2 separate regions of the Mus musculus genome follow, and region 2 is linked to region 1. The links are chromatin contacts, called in public Hi-C maps. All regions are on one chromosome and are shown on one strand. The core of a region is the stretch at or near the end of the contact, and the rest is flanking DNA. Distances in the headings are between cores, read along the strand shown.

Evidence for each region. Hi-C and Micro-C count contacts between places; a contact is called where the count stands out from the background.
Region 2: a Hi-C map of cerebellum shows a contact between it and region 1, with 2.0 times the contacts expected there. The contact joins two enhancer-like sites. A contact is called at or near these places in 1 of 39 promoter capture datasets (hippocampal neurons), 7 of 484 Hi-C or Micro-C datasets (bone marrow-derived macrophages, cerebellum, cerebral cortex and 3 more), 6 of 115 datasets of contacts at active chromatin or transcription factors (SST interneurons, bone marrow-derived macrophages, embryonic forebrain and 3 more) and 1 of 9 other capture datasets (pancreatic islet).

The regions. Positions count from the first base shown.
Region 1 is chr14:60,383,003-60,385,702 of GRCm38.p6, reverse strand. Amer2 (APC membrane recruitment 2) reads right to left here. Exons shown (of 1, transcript NM_028113.4): 1 at 1-2,700. Among named protein-coding and RNA genes, the nearest start is that of Amer2, 6.7 kb to the right of the region's middle. Within about 2 kb of position 1,287, at least 30 of the 459 cell types and tissues checked have an H3K27ac peak or open chromatin away from gene starts, as enhancers often do. A contact at or near this core is called in cerebellum, where this site is marked.
Region 2 is chr14:60,516,485-60,519,401 of GRCm38.p6, reverse strand. It overlaps a transcript of Spata13 not described here. Among named protein-coding and RNA genes, the nearest start is that of Gm41166, 110 kb to the left of the region's middle. Within about 2 kb of position 1,356, at least 4 of the 459 cell types and tissues checked have an H3K27ac peak or open chromatin away from gene starts, as enhancers often do. A contact at or near this core is called in cerebellum, where this site is marked.

The sequences.
Region 1 (2,700 bases), core at 38-2,537:
CAAATCATAAAAGCACAGAACCTACCAGTCCCCATTGTTCTGAGGTGTCTAAAACAGTCTAACTCCTAGAATCAGAGAGGGGAATGCTGGTGGTAAGGGGCTGGAAGGGGGCATGAGGAGTTGTTGGTCAGCAAGCAATAAAGTATCTGTTACTGCAGGATGTATAAACTCTAAGCATAAGCATAAGCAGTGTGCCTATGGTCACAAGTACTGTATTGTACACGTGACAACTAAAAAGGAGAGACTTCATACTGAACGTTCTTACTACAATGAAAATAACCCAGAATACTCAGAACAAGGCTAGTCTAGGCTTAAGGTAGGAAAACAAGTGAAGCGTGCCTGGAATGGCCAAAATCTTATCAGGGAAGGAGTGTTGCCATGACAACAGAAGAGACTTCTGTCTGTACTTTCCATGTTAATCCTTAGCTGGAGAGGATGCTCCAAAGAGAAGGAAGCAAATTGTTTGCCTGTGGACCCCAGAGGAACAGGGAGCTGTCAGTCTCCCTGTGCATGACACAAAGCTAACGTCATCAGTTTGGACGTGAGGTGGCTTGTCCTGTTAGAATCGGAGTGAAGTCAATGGTTTCAACAGCTCTTAGCAATTGTGCTCCCACAGGACAGTAAACAGTTTATAGCCCTGCCCCAGAGACTAGGGAAAGGAGGAGATACGGAGAGAGAGTCTGCAATGAAGAAGAAACAAAAAGTCTGATTTAAAGTCCTACCAGGGAGACAATTTCACCTCACATGGCTGGGGATAGGGTGGAGTAACTCTCAGCAGTGCTCCCCAGGAGCACGGCCACACAGGAGTTTTAGAACATTCATGTGGCTTGATTGACCCGCACTCTACTCCAACATACAAACTATAAGCAAAACATACAAAGGTGAGATGAGTTTTAATGATTATTGAGAAAACAGCACAGCAACATGTAAGCCCCCAACTGTGCTTTTTATTATTATTATTACTAAGTATTGGATACAGTACACGTCCTGGAGATATGGGTTGCATTGGATTCAAGCCAATATCATAAAAGCTGCTGTCTGTCAGCTGGAGGCTTTGTGACACTTTCATCTTCCCTGTTTTAGTTCAAAAGAGAACTCCTCTCCGTAATTCAATTCCCAGACTACCTTTTGAAGGCGTCGCCTGTGTGCAGGTGGAGCAATCACTTCCTTTCTAGGTGGCTATTGTTGCAACACACTACTTCCTTTGAACCATCACCTGAGCAGAAGGCCCCAGAGACTCACTCAAGAACTGACAGCCACTGAAAGTCTTGAGAGCAGGGCCAGATGACACAACCAATGACCACTATGAGGACACACTAGCACCCCGAGGTGCTCCTGGGCGGCCCCTTTCTGCCACACACCGTCCAAGAGACACCTTGCTAAGACCTCGCTTGCCCATGCTGGTCCATACAAATTTTTGTGTAGTAAATGGGAAATTTCTAAGGCTGAATTTACACAAATAATGGAGTCCTTTCTTGGTGGCTGAGAAAGGGAGGGACCAAGGTTAGGGTGGTATTTGAAGTTCTTATGCAGAGCCTTCTAACTGGCCATCCTGGCAACAGGGGGAGGCAACTGGAAATTCTTGAGTTAATTTTTAAGCACCCATGAGGGAAGCAGAGTGTGTAAGATGTCTCAGTAGAGGCCGAGCACAGTGAGCCAAGTCCTCCCATTCCCAAAGCAAGCCAGGCATTTATAACGGTTGAAAGCACGGGAGGAGCATGCTAGCACGGTCCAGAAGGCCAACCACAGAGGAAGGGGGATAATCTCACTGTCCCAGGGCAGCAAGCAACTGGGATGAACAAAATAGGAGAGATTCAGCCACACAAGTCAACCTCCAGAGCGCGCTCAGTGAGAAGCTTCTCCGGAGAGATAGAAACAAGAAAAACCCCAGAAAGTGTGGTCAGAGACATCCTGACACTTGATAGGGCCTTTGACCTTGACAATTGAGTCAGCGAAGGGCTCTTTGAATATTGATTTCAAGGAATCAAAAATAACTGAGATGAGTGAGGGAGCCTTTCAAGATGGGCTAGACGTCTGCACATGCGAAATATGGAACCTATATTTATTTGCGTGTCAGTCGGCAGATAACTTTTGTGCAAAATGCATCTCAAGGAAGTTGGAGTGATCTTTACTCCATTGTTATTGTGTGAAGTTATAAAAATTTATTTCCTCTTGGGATGTTTTGAAATGCTGTAGCAAACGGAAATGTCTCCCACTCCCTGACGGAGAGAGAGAATAAGGGCTTCTATTGCCAATAGAGTTAAAGCAGAACTAAGTTGGCTTTATATTGTGTGTGTGTGTGTGTGTGTGTGTGTGTGTGTGTGTGTCTGTTAGACATTAAAGTCAGGCTGCCTTATGCAGAGCCATTACACTGACAAATTCCTGCCTAACAATTGGCTTCTTGTGCTCTCATGTTAGGCAGGTCTTTGCCCAAAGAGTGCCAACCCAATGAACCTTAGGACTGTACATACCAAGAATGCATCATTTGCTCATGTCTGACCTTTCTCTACAAATAAAAAACCAAAAACCCATAGCAAAAAGGCCTGCCCAATCCTCAGAAGGCTATCCAATAACACATTCATAAACACTTGAGTGTAAATCTAGAAGATATTTTTGCAAACACAGATAAACCCTTGGCACAAGGAAGCAACTCTGATCCCTTTTCTGTGTTTGGAGAAGGCTGACCGCCATCCCACCTGC
Region 2 (2,917 bases), core at 107-2,606, 130 kb before region 1:
TGCCTGCTAGGTACAGTGCTACACACGGCGGGCTGGGCCCTCCATGTTAAGCATCTGTTGGTACAGTCTCTCAGAGCCATGGCTACGAGCAGTCTGCTCTGGGCAGCTCCTCAGCTAGGTTCCTTCTTCCCCAGGTGACTCTGGGTTGTGCCAAATTAAAAATAAAAGCTTAGCCAGGACAGGAATTATAACAAAGAGAGAAACAATGTAACAAATCCAGAGAGTAACAATATAACCTACTGCAGGGTTTCAAGTTCAAAGCCCAGAGGCTCCTTTCTCTCCCTTGCTACAATTTGTATCCACAGCGGAGCAGACCTGGCTGGCGTTCCCCCAGGCACTTCCTCCTCACAGAGAAGGGACAGTGGGTGCTTGCCTGGCTTTGTGTCTTTGTGTCTTCTCTCACTGGGCCAGATGGCGGCATCTGCCTGTCTTCCAGAGGCTGAAGGCTCTCAATGTCATCTGCCTTTCCTACTCTCACTGGGCCTTAGAACCCAGAGGTGGTGTTACACCTGACTTCTGGGTAGTCGGATCCGTCTCTCTGTCCAACACTCTCAGAACTCTCCAATACCACTCAGTGTGCTGTGGTTAAGGCATGGACTCCTCTTGGCTCAGCCACCTGCCACTTTCAGGACTTAACCTCCCATAGTCTCAGACGTTCTACTCTTCTGACTTGAAAAATAAAAGTTTGTGATATGTGCAATTCCTTATTTATAAGCCATTTTGTTGTTGTTGCTTAAAAAAAAAATACCAGGAACTGAATACTTCATAAAAAAAGACTTTTTTTTTCCTTGCTTGTTTGCTTGTTTGCCTGCCTGACTGCAGGCTTTCTTCCCTCCTCTTCCTCCTCCTCCTCCATTTATTTATTTATTTTAAGATAAGGTTTCGATAGGTAGACCTAGCCATCCTGGAGCTTACTGTATAGACCAGGCACAGAGATCCTCCTGCCTCTTCCTTCTGCATGGATGAAAGCCATGCCCACCCTGTCAAGCCCAGCAAGGAAAGTGGTTTATTTTGTTTGTCGTCATGAGGGCCCAAAGCCAAGACTGTTCAGTCTGTGGGAATGGCATGGTGCTGGGTGGCACCATGGAAGAGCTTGTTCTCTTACAGCTCACTCCTGTGGGAACCAGCTAGCACTCTCCCGTGAGAACTCCGCTAATCTCTCTGAGAATGGAATCACCAGTGAATTTCCAGTGGCTCCATCTCACAGAACTCCACGGTTCACACCAGGATCAAGCTTTCGGCAATGAACGCAACGCTGTGTTCTTTCTAAGGCTGCTTCTCCAGGATCAGAGCCCTGCTGCGCGGTTCAGCTGTGTGAGCCACAGGCCCCTGCACCGGCCATCTGGTCTAGCCACTCAGCATCTCAAGTCTGTCTGGGAGATTTCCTGTTGAGTGGGTCTTAGCAAAGGGTTAGAGAAAACTGTAGCTGAGATGTTCATTGGAAATGCTCCTGTAACACAAAGATTCATGGGCCCCACACGGTCGCCCTAAGTCTCCTTCAATCTTCCTTCTGTCCTCTCTTGGTGGGGACCATGATGGTGACCAGAAGGCTGCGTTTCTCGGAAAGCTGACTGCTGGGAACATTCGTGGCTGCCCTACAGCTAAGTTCTGGGGCACAGAGTTCAGGACCCAGGATTCTCTAGGATTTCCTCTCAATCACAGGCAAGATCAAGACAACAAATGACAAATCAGGAAAGGCAAGAAGAGGAGATAGCTCCCTACAGTTAATGAAATACAGAGAGAGGAAGGGAAGAGGCACAAAGCAAAGACGTATGGGACTTTTGGAGCCCAGGACCTCCTACTGTGAGACTGTGTGAAGAGCCTTTGTGGAAAGTGGATGATAAAGGAGAATTGAGCAAGCCAAGGCTGGACCACATTTCAGATGTGATGTGCCGGTTGGCCCGTCTCAGGCTCTTCTGTCTCTGGATGACTCTGGTTGTGTGTTGAGTCAGTGCCCACTCGCAGGAATCACACCAGGCTTTCCCCTACCTGGAAAGGGCTGGGGCAGCGCTCAACAGTGTTTGGTACCGGTGGCTGGTCCTGGGATAACAGCTACCAGCCCTGACTCCTGCCTGTGCAGAATCAGAGTTGAAGGTGATCAAGAGACTATCTTAAGACCCCTGTTGACATCACACATTAGCCGGCCTTTTACTCATTGTTTGAAAGGGATGGAGGAAGAAATGGTGCCAAACTACAGTGAGACAGAGCAGAGCAGAGTTTCTATGTCTTCTCCTTGCTCATGTGCTGAAGAAAATAACATTTGTTATTGTCTCTCATAAAGGGTGTATGGAAACTGAGGCAGGACCAGAAACATCTCCCCATTTTTCTTCTAGTATTAGGGGGCCACTTTTTTTTCTTTTTTCTTTTTTTACATACGTGAGCTACTGCCTCTAAATTTGAGGGCTTACTCCTTAGCCAAGGGTCACATTACATGTTGTGGATAAAAAGCAGAGGCCCAGATTTTACCCAACTTGTCAGTACTGTATTCCTTGATTCTAAAGTGGGAATTCATGCATCCTTATTAACTATGAGTGAAGTGAGAAGCCGGCACGCTCTGACAGGGGCTCCTGTACACTCCAAAGGCTGAGACTTTATAGAATACTCTAATGTATAGCAGATTTTAGAGCACAGCACACTGGAGATGATCAACCACATCCCCTCAGGATCCTGGCACTGCCTGGGGCTGCTGCTGCCACAGTGGCCTGGCATAATGAGGGGGGATTAGACTGCATATGTCCAACCCAGGAGAAGATGCAGATTCAAAATTCCACCAATCTCTCCTGTGCCAGTAATTCTATGTGTCACTTCTACATATGAGAAACATGTCTCATCTTACATTGGGTGCCGTCTGTAAGACATTTGTCCAGCTTCCCTTATTTAGAAAACTAGCCAGATATTTTCATGGGGCAGACTAGAT